2 separate regions of the Sus scrofa genome follow, and region 2 is linked to region 1. A link is a contact called in public HiChIP or PLAC-seq data. All regions are on one chromosome and are shown on one strand. Each heading gives the region's core, a stretch centred on a gene start, on an enhancer-like site or on the middle of the called end of the contact. The rest is flanking DNA. Distances are from core to core; before and after follow the strand shown.

Region 1 (5,092 bases), core at 824-3,323:
GTCCCAGACTTCTCAGGCACTGTGTGGGTCTGGGGGCAAAGGTGACAGCAATGCTGAGCTGGGCACGGGTGTCCTGGCAGAAGGAGACCTCGGGCCCTGGCAGCCCTGGTCTGAGCAGAAGCTCAAACTTGCCATTCAGCCAGGACACAGGGAGGCATTCTGCAGCTTTGCCCAGAGCTGCCAGAGAGAAGCAAGGCTCCCTGTATGTCTTGCATTTAGCACACTTGAGTTCGTGTAGTAGGTTGCCAGCGTTTGTTCCAATTCTGTTAAATAAAGGATTTTGGAAAGTCAGTGTCATTAATGTGCCAAATGCAGAAATACGAAACCAAGCACATTTTTTCCTGTGTCTAATGCTGTGTTTTTAGGACACCTCGCCCTTGGTCAGCAACATAAGTAGGATGATGGCAGTGCAGATGGGACAGCTGTGGCAGGTCTCACAGTGGACAGTGCTTCTACCTCCCTGTGGCCACGTGGTTCCAGATGGGTTTCCCCTCAGGTCCTCAGGCATGGCCCACCCTCCCGGGAATTGGGTGCACCCTGGTGGTGGATACCATTGCACGAGTCGGTCGCCAGAGCAACAAGCTCTAAGGAAACGGCCTGTCCCTGGACCATTCTGCTCGTGAGCTTCTGGGAATGAAACGAATGCCTGGTTGCCGGCCTTGTGGTTGGGACGTTCCTTTCAAAAGTCTGGGTCCATGAGTGCGATGCAGATGGTGATCTACTGAGGTTGTCCCTTTTCTTGATTGAAGAGGCCGCTTCCCCAGTGCCAGTGACCTTGGGGTCGGGGAGACCCACCCAGTTTCCCGCCTAGGCAGCTTGAACTTGAGGTCCAGTTGGGCCCAGGAGGTCAGAAACCTTGAAAGGAAGGGGATGCCCCCTTGGGCTGGGTCAGGGCCCGCAGAGAGCCTGTGGTCCGTTGATAGGAGCCACTGCCACAGAGGGCCCAGCCCTGCACCTCCCGCCCCAGGACCCCAAAGCAGCTTGTTGTTGTCCTCACTTAGAGTTGGCAATGCCCAGGTGGGGTCAACGTGTGACAGTTGAGGATTGACACCTGGTCGCCTCTTCTGTGTGTGCCCTTTGCTTTAAGAACATCTGTCCCGGAGTTCCCATCGTGGCACAGCGGAAACAAATCCAGCTAGGAACCATGAGGTTGCGGATTTGATTCCTGACCTTACTCGGTGGGTCACGAATCTGGCGTTGCTGTGAGCTGTGGTGTAGGCTGGCAGCTGCAGCTCCGATGAGACCCCCTAGCCTGGGAACCTCCATGTGCCGCGGGTGTGGCCCTAAAAAAAAAAAAACCAACTCTCCCCAGAGCCCTTTGAACAAGAGCCCCTCAGCAGGTCCTGGCCACCAGGGGTGTTTCACCATGGCTCCCCTGTGATCCAGTCTTAGGCCTCAGCCACCAGGCTCTAACCAGATGCACCTTAATTTTAGTGACTGAGATGAGTTATGGAGGGGGTGAGGTGGCGAAGGCAGGTCCATAAAAGAGCTCAAGAGAGATGGAGACATTCCTGGGATTATTTTAATCGGCCAGATAAATTGATAGAGGTCATGTCCACCAGGTCCACCTGTGAGACCTCTGTCCCCTGTGACTCCCAGCAGCAACCAGAGGCCACTGTCATGAGCTCTGATGCCATTTGGGGAGCATCAGCCAGGGACTGTTTAGAAGGAACCACTCTTTACACTGGTGCCCAGACTTGGCACATCCTCCCAGAGGCCGTAGGAAGGGAGCCCAGGCCATGGGGTTCACAGTACAGGAGGCTGGGAGTTCCTGCTGTGGTGCGAGGGGAATGACGGAGTCTTGGGAGCGCTGGGATGCGGGTTTGATCCCTGGCCCGACACAGTGGGCTAAGGATCTGGCTTCACCGCAGCTGGGGCTTAGGTCGTAACTATGGTTCGTATCTGATCCCTGGCCCAGGAACTCCCAAGCAGGGGCAGCCAAAAGAGGAAGAACGACAACAAAAAATACAGGCGGCTGAGCTGGAGAGAGAGGTGTTTCCGACACCAGGGCCCTCCTGAGGTCAGAAGCCACTAACCCAGAACTCTGGCCCTGTGCCCCCGCCCACCCGTGAGTCAGCTTCCCTGAAGCCCTTGAGAGAAGCCGCTTTTCTTTCTCAACAAACGTGGCTCCCAGAGCAGAGACCACTGGCAGCCTCCGTGGGGCCAGGGCAGCTTCTGCCTATTGTGCAGCCTGGGCCCACTGGTTTCCAGCCTGCTCTCCTTCCTGTTCTGCCGGACGAGCCTTTCGCACCCCCTCCTCTCAAAGCCCCTCCAAGCCCTCACAGCCTTGCTCTAGGTGTTTGGTAGCCCTGCTTCATCATTCCTGGGAACTGCCTCCTTCCCACTTCAAACCCCTGGCTTGTGGTATTAGTCTTCTATGAATGCCATAAACTGCCACAAACTTGGTGTCCCAAAGCAATGTGACTGTATTCTCGGGCAGTTCCATAAGACGTCTGAGACGACTCACCAGGCTAAGGTCAAGCCAGAGCTGCACTTCCGGCTGAAGGTTGAGGGTGACTCCCTTCCTTTTCCCACCAGAGGCCGTCCACATTCCTGGGCTGGTGGCCCCCTTCCTCCAGCTTCAAAGGAGCCACGTTACACCTGACACGTCTATACCACATTTCCTTCTGACCCTCCTCCACTGCCCCGCTGGTCTCTCTACTTGTAAGGACCCGTGATGTCTTTGAGGTCACCTGAATAATCCCTGCCTCAAAGTCCTTAACTTTTTTTTTTTTTTTTTAGGGCCGCACCTGGGGCATATTGCAGTTCCCAGGCTAGGGGCAAAGCGGAGCTGTAGCCACCAGCCTACGCCACAGCCACGCCATATCATATCTGAGCTGCGTCTGCGACCTACACCACAGCACATGGCAATGACGGATCCTTTAACCCACTGAGTGAGGCCAGCGATCAAACCTTTGTCCTCATAGACACTAGTCAGGTTTGTTAGTGCTGAGCCACAATGGGAGCTCCAAGGTCCTTAACCCTCAAAGAGATCTGCAAAGCCTCTTTTGCCATGTAAGGCGGCCTCGTCATAGGCTGTGGAAATGAGGGTGTGGACATTCTGGGGAGCCATTACTCTGCTGACCACACCCACCTGCGCCTCCGCCCAGGCATTCTGCCTTCCACTGAGATGCAGGGCAGTGCCAGCCCTTCACACAGGATTGGGGTCCGTACCCTCTGACCTGCTCCATGGACCCTGCTCTCTCCCAGCATCGTCAATGGCTCCTCCCTTCTGGATCATTCTCATCAACCTGGGAACATCTAGCATGGACCTCAGATGTCTCGGGCAATAACCATGCCATGGACTTGGTCACTCGTTGAACCCTAAGCTTCTGCCTTCCGTCCGCTCCATCCCAGGAAACCTGTTTAGACCGCTTCAGGGTCTCCTAGGTATTGTCCTACCATTTCCTTCCCAGTCGCGTTTCTTGAGAATAGACTCCTTTCTTAATTTCCTCACCTGCTTGCTCGTCACACAATTTCAGAAAGACCCACATTGCCCACAATTCTCCTGAAAACTTCTGGTGTGTCAGGATGGCCAAGTGGTCTAAGACGCCAGATTCAAGCTTCTGCTTCCTGCCGAAAACTCCTGGTAATCTCCAGTGAGTCCTGATGGCGCTTTGGTTTCCATCTTACCTGTGTTACAGCATCTGACCTTGTCCATAACTTCATGCTTCTTAAAATGCTGTGCTCTGCTAGTTTTCTCACTTTCTCTTCATTCCTGCTCAAGTTCTAGGCAGGGCTGTTCCCAGGGCCCCCACCCCACCCCATAAATGGCATGTGCCCCGCATTCCCTCCCTCAGACCTCTTAATCTCGAGACCAAGCCTATGCGGTCTCCGCGGCTTCGCCTGCTGTGCCACTGACTCCAGCAGGGACATCCAGCCCAGGCCTCTCTGGAGCTCTAGTTTGCCCTCGGATATCCCACGGGTTCTTCAGACTCAGCAAGCCCCAGCCTGAACTCAGCCTTTCCTGCAAAGCCTGCACCTCCTTTCAGAGTCTGGACCCCCAAGAGCGGCATCGTCACCCATCAGGGAGAAACCCCCTTTTCCTTCAGCCCCACCTGCCAGCAGCGTCCAGGAACCGTCATTTCCATCTCTCTCTCTTTTTCGGTCTTTTTTTTCTTTTTTCAATTTTTGGCTGCCCTGCAGCATGTAGAGTTCCTGGGTCAGGGATCAGATCTGAGCCGCAGTCTCGACCTAAGCCAAAGCTACGGCAATGCTGGATCCTTAACCCGCTGTGTGGGGCGAGGGATGGAAAAATGCATCCCAGGCTTCCAAGGCACTGCGGCTGATCACATTGAGCCACAGCGAGAGCTCTTGTTTTTTTGTTTTGTTTTGTTTTGTTTTTTTCCAATGGCCACATCTGGGGCATATGAGAGTTCTAAGGTCAGGAACTGAATCGAACCATGGCTGAGTCCTATGCCGCAGCTGCATCAATGTGGGATCCTTTAACCCACTGCACTGGACTGGGACTCAAACCTGCACCTCTGCAGCAACCTGAGCTGCTGCATTCGGATTCTTTTTGTTGTTGTTTCTTATTTATTTTGCATATAGTAGTTTGTCTTTTTTTTTTTTTTTTTTTTTTTTGTCTTTTGTCCTTTTTAGGGCTGCACCCACGGCATGTGGAGGTTCCCAGGCTAGGGGTCTAATCAGAGCTGAAAACCGGTCTACACCACAGCCACAGCAATGCTGGATCCTTAACCCACCGAGCAAGGCCAGGGATCGAACCTTCAACCTCATGGTTCTTAGTTGGATTCGACGGGAACTCCATGCACTCCGGATTCTTAACCCACTGTGCCACAGCAGGAACTCCCATTGCTACCTCTCACGGGTGGAGTGAAGGAATGAATGAACAAGCTTGCACCTTATCTTGCCCCTTTCTCTCTGTCCCTCCTGCAACATCCAGGATCTTATCTCTCACCCGGAGAACGAGAGTGGGCTTTAAAAAACTCTCTATGGCTAGTATTCCCTCCGAAACCTAAGTCCTTCCAAAGCCCAGCACTCTGCAGATGAGCAGGTGTGGTGAGCCCCGACTCCCCGGGTTGGCTGGGGAACTTCAGAGCCTGCCTCTGCGCCTCATCCTCTTCCCACCCCT
Region 2 (5,092 bases), core at 1,321-3,820, 170 kb before region 1:
AGTGTCTCCCTCCCAGGTCCCTGGTGCTTTCCTTCCCTCTTACGCCAGTGGCACCTGGCTGGCACAGTGGAGGCACAGTGGAGCTCACCTCCCAGCAAGTTTCAGCCGCACCCTGCAGGCGGCTTCCTGGTTGAGCTCTTCAGGAATCCTAACTGGCTTCCCAGAAAGTTCATCTTCCCCACAGGCAGCTTCCCAGCACTCCCGGGGAGTCCAGCCCCCTCCAGCCAGCTTCCACCAAGTTCAACAAACTCTGCAAGCAGCTTCCCAGCGAATTTCTTGGCATACCAACAGGTGGCTTCCTGCCTGCCAGCCTTGGCCCAGAAGCCCAGGGCAACCTAGTGACCTTCCCTGCCCTAGAGTGGCCTCAACTACTGCAGAAATTAGATCATTTGCTGATAGTGAACTTGGCTGTAGGAGAGACATGCGTTTGGAGATCCTGAGAATTTCTGCACACTCTCAGAGACAGAGTTACTAGAACAATTCTGAGCGTCCACGTAAAAGGGTCACAAACACCCTCTTAACTGTGCCGCAGTCTTCTCCACTCCCAACTATGACACCTGGTCTTTCTGCACTAATTATGGCTCCTACATGGCCCCTGTAGATGTTACGGTCAATGACACCTGCCTAGCGGGTTCTGAACTTCAGGGGACAAGGATCCTAGGCTGATGCTAAGGAAAAGCTCCCTTTAGCAGGGCCAGGGAACAAGGGACAGGGTTCTGAGATGCACTGGGGGCTCTCGCCCCCCCCCCCAGGGTGACCTCCACACCCCAAACAATCCTGATTTCCAGGCCACAGGATTAAGCCTCTGACACTTCAGTCACTCCCAGGAGGTCCTGGGCAGCAATAAAATAGGCCGAAAGTCCAGTATTCTTCCCTGTCAATTCCTTTGGCCCTCAATGCGGGCAGACTCCAATTCTGTTCACAAGGGGCTGCTCACAGGGCCCCTCCAGGGACTGGAACAAGCAGTTTCAAGTCCCTCCCAGCTGGCAATGGTGAGATGGCTTCTGCAGAGGCACTGACAGTGAGATAACTATGGCAAGAGTCCTGGGCAGCTGAGAAAGTGCAACCTAACTCCTCAAGGCGCCCCCGACACCCAGAGCTCATTAGGAATGGCCCCTGTGGGCATCTGACCACATGAAGTTCAACCTCTCTTCTCACGGCATCCTCACGGAGGATACTGCCAGCCGGTCTCAGGCACGCGTCCTGTTACACCAAACAAGGAGCGAGCACATTTCCTGCACACTTAAGTCCTCTCTCCGGGGTGAACCTCCCGAGGCTTTACGAGGTGAGGCTCTTGACTGAAGGTTTTCTCGCGACAGCTGCTCTCAGAGGCCTTTCCCTGGGGTGAACATCCCAGGGCTGAACGAAGCTCTTTGGGGAGAGGCTTTTCCCCTTCTCTGCATTCATGAGGTCTTCCTGTGTGTGAATCTGTCAGGGGTGAATGAGGCTGGACCTGCAGCTTAATGCCTTCTCACCCTGGTCGGACTTAACAGACTTTGAGGCAACCCAAGTTTGAAGTTTTGGCAGGAGGTCTTCCCACGTTTGCTGCACTCTGAACACCTTTGTAGGCTGTGAACTTCCCAGAGCTAAATCAGACCTTTGGCAAAGGGCTCTCATTCCATGGATTCAAAGGGACTTTCTCTAGTATAAACTTTCTGAGGCTGAGGGAGCCGAGCAGTGTGGCTACCGGCTCTCTGACACTTACTGCACTAACTGGGCCTTTCTGTCCTGCACCAAACAAGTGTGTTTTCTTCGCTGAATGCATCCTTCCCCCAGCGGCTGCACTCAAAAGGCCCTTCGCCAGTGTGGATTCTGAGGGGGGGTTAAGTGCATTCAGACCCCCCCCCCGGCTGGGGCTGCCTGGGCTCCCTCACACTGGATGCACTGCCCAGGGTCTAAGGGCTCCCCGCCCCCGCGCCCCTACCTGGCCGCCCCCTCCTGTGGTTGGCCTGGCGCCGTCTTCCAGCGCCGGGGAACCTGTCCCCCCCGCACACTAGGGCGTTCTCTGACACGTGGCTCCACAGCGCTCCACGAGGCCCTACCCTGCCCGCTTTTGCAGGGTTTCTCCGCGGTGCTGCTTTGGCGCCGGGAAAACGGAAGCTTCCTCCTGACGGCAGCTTCTGCCGGCTGCGGCGCCCCGGTCCTCAGCCTGGGCCACACGCCGCACGGTACGGGTCTGAGTGGACAGACGTGCGTGGGGAGCCCCGACCCGACACCCTCTTACAAAAACACAGCGCTCAGAAGGTGCCCCCTCTGCTTCACACCAACCACCCGGGGCCACAAGTGAAACGTTCCCCGCGTCGGATCGCCACCAGCAGGCCCCGAACCCAATCAAGGCGCCGCTCGGCCTCCCGGGCCACATCCTGAGACCACCCGGCCCTGCCAGAGGAGGGGCGCCAGCCGGGAATCCCCCGGCACGGCCCCCACGCACCTCCCTGCTGGATCCGAGCTGCACAGACCCCAGGGCGGAAGCGACCCCGGGAGGACGGCTCCGGAAGTCCCGCCCCACGCCGCCGGACGCACAGGAACACCCCCTCCTGGATTGGCCCGACACGGGTGTGACGTAGGTCAGAATGGGCGCTAAGAGATGGCGTTCCCACGCGGGGCGGGGCTTCACTGCCTCTTAAAGGAGACGCGCCAAGATTTCCGGGACAAGTACTAAATGCCACTTGCTGAAGGGCAGTGGCTGCCCTGGTGGCTGTGAGAGCACCTTCTTAAATTGGGTGTTGTTTTTCTAGGAAGGTGACCGTTTCTTCTGAATTCTCACATTACTATCAAAAAGTTGTTATAATATGTCCTCTCATCTTTTTACATGGTCGGTAAAATTTCCCTTTTAAATACTGGATTTGTACGCTTTTTGTCCTGACACCTCTCTGGAGGTGTATCGTTTCAGTTCTTTGGAAAGACGCACATTTTGTCTTTGTTGCTGCCTCCGTTGGTTGTAATGAATTCTGCTCTGTAGTATCTAGCTTTTACCCCACACACTCCACCTTCCATGCCCCCGTAACAGCGCGGTAGGTAGTAGGTTGCTGTTATTAGGACTGAGGCCTCCAGTGTTACTGGGATAACGTCTTCCTGCCTCGCCCAGCCTCTCGTGTTCCTTGGAGTTCTGTCCCCTGCTTTCCTAGGTACTCGTCAGTAAGTCAAGCCCAACTCCTATCCACATATGCAGAGACCACAGGTGTTCTGTAACTGAGACACCTTCTCCGGAGCCTCAGCCTCCGCACATCTGATCCCGACTGGGCATCTACTGTGCCTGAGGCTCGGCTGCCATCCTGAGAGTTTTCACCACGCTGCTGCGGAGTCACCTTGCCTCTCTTGTTGGACCCACATTTCCTGAATACCAGGCTTTCTCCTTTCTTGGTTTACTCCCTCATTCTGGAATAATACATCCTCTAATAGTTTTCTAAGAAAGGATGTGTGGAGTGTAAGTTTTTAAAGAAACTGCAAGTCTTCAGCTTGACTTTTGTATGTATTTCCCTCAGAATTCTGAGAGGGTCGAATCCCTCTATTGCCCAGTGTGGCATTTGAGGATTCCTGATCCTCAAAGCTGTTCTGAAGCCTGATCCTTTGTATGGTGTCTTGTTCATACTCTCAGGAAGTTACAGAGTCCTCTTTCTCCCCAGTGTTCTGAAATTCCATGGTGATGTGCCAAGGCAAAGCTATTTCTCCTTCCACTGTGTTAGTACGAGGCTGGTCCTTACAATTTGGAAACCCAGCCTTCACTCAGAATTCTCTTGAATTATGTATTGGAATCCACTACTAGCTGGGGGGGACTGGCCATATTCAGTGTCGGTTCGTATCTCAAGCTATTTCCTTTTAGGCTGGTGAGACTCCTCAAGACGCCTTTTCTCCTTTATTTCCTGCCTGGAGGGTAGAGCCTGTTTCCAGAGCCAAGGGAGCCAACGGTTTTACGTGGGGAGGGCTGATGCCACAACTCCCTTCGCCTCCGCCTGGGCTGGGCTGGGCTGGGGCTGGGACAACTGCCCGACTGTGTGCGGTGGAGAGCTGCAACTGCTTCTGAAGCTGGCTGCCAGCCAGTCCTCCTGCTTTCACTCTTCCACACACACTGCTAGAGGTACCTGGACCTGCCAATCCCAGAGCCTCTGGCAGCTCTGCAATAAAACCAGATTTGCACATGTTCTCAGTTCTTTCTCACAGGGCCGTTTTCGCGGGTATTTCTAAGTCAGTTACTGTTCATCTGTTTTCTTGAGAGCTTCCAAAATGTTGCTGTTTATAGTCATCCTAGTGGGATAATGCTTTTTTAAAGAATTAAAATTGCCTGTAATTTCGACAGATCTCAGGAAGGCGCTGTGGAAAGCGACCGCGTTCAGTTTTAAGAGTCTGGAAAACGAAGACCTTTGCTCAGAGAGTTCACGCCTCCATCTCAGACTCCAGCGGGTGCCACGGTCATAAGCAGAGACCACAGAGAGTGCAGGAAACCGGCACACACGTGCAGCTGGGTGTGGGGGACAGAGAAAGTGGGGCCATTTCTCCGGATGGGGGGACGGTGTGAGGAACGAAGACACCATCCGAGACGGCAAAACACAGAGACACACAGGGAGTCACCGGGAGATGAACACGTGTCATTATTTAGCTCATTCATTCCGAGGTCCAGCCCAGAGCTTCACACCGCATCCTCCCTCCGTAAAAACAAGTCACATATAACCAGGGGCCCACAGTCCCCACTGCCCCCCACCCGACAGAGCACTGCAGAGACAGCATCGCCGTGAAGGGGGGCCATGTGTTTCAGACCCTTTGGGGGCACACGCTCGTCCAACTAGGAACTCCATCAAGCCAAACAGGCTCACCCATCCGCTGATACGTGTGCAACATCTGGGGGGCCTCCCTGGAGCACGAGGGTCCCCAGAGCTGCTCAATAAAACTCCTGTTTTAGACACTCCTTTCTCCAAATCATTAGACACTTTCCAGAGATCCAGTTGCTTCCACCTGAAATCCATACACCAAGATTTCACATGACCAATTCTATCCACAAAGATAAACAGTCCACAAAATTAAGGCATCTGGGGCAGGGGGGGTTTAAGGGAATAAAGCATTTATTAAAGTTACAATCACATATCAAAGATGTCCA

The links. HiChIP or PLAC-seq counts read pairs in DNA pulled down with a chosen protein or histone mark.
Region 2: a contact with region 1 is called in an H3K27ac HiChIP or PLAC-seq map of alveolar macrophages. The contact joins two enhancer-like sites. A contact is called at or near these places in 2 of 47 Hi-C or Micro-C datasets (heart right ventricle and retroperitoneal adipose tissue) and 1 of 2 datasets of contacts at active chromatin or transcription factors (alveolar macrophages).

Annotation. Positions count from the first base shown.
Region 1 is chr15:137,781,007-137,786,098 of Sscrofa11.1, reverse strand. It overlaps HES6 (transcription cofactor HES-6), which reads left to right. Exons shown (of 4, transcript XM_003359692.4): 4 at 1-291. Among named protein-coding and RNA genes, the nearest start is that of HES6, 4.1 kb to the left of the region's middle. Within about 2 kb of position 2,073, at least 5 of the 83 cell types and tissues checked have an H3K27ac peak or open chromatin away from gene starts, as enhancers often do. A contact at or near this core is called in alveolar macrophages and retroperitoneal adipose tissue, where this site is marked.
Region 2 is chr15:137,951,524-137,956,615 of Sscrofa11.1, reverse strand. It overlaps ASB1 (ankyrin repeat and SOCS box protein 1), which reads right to left. Exons shown (of 7, transcript XR_002339448.1): 7 at 4,566-4,950. Among named protein-coding and RNA genes, the nearest start is that of ASB1, 23 kb to the right of the region's middle. Within about 2 kb of position 2,570, at least 51 of the 83 cell types and tissues checked have an H3K27ac peak or open chromatin away from gene starts, as enhancers often do. A contact at or near this core is called in alveolar macrophages and retroperitoneal adipose tissue, where this site is marked.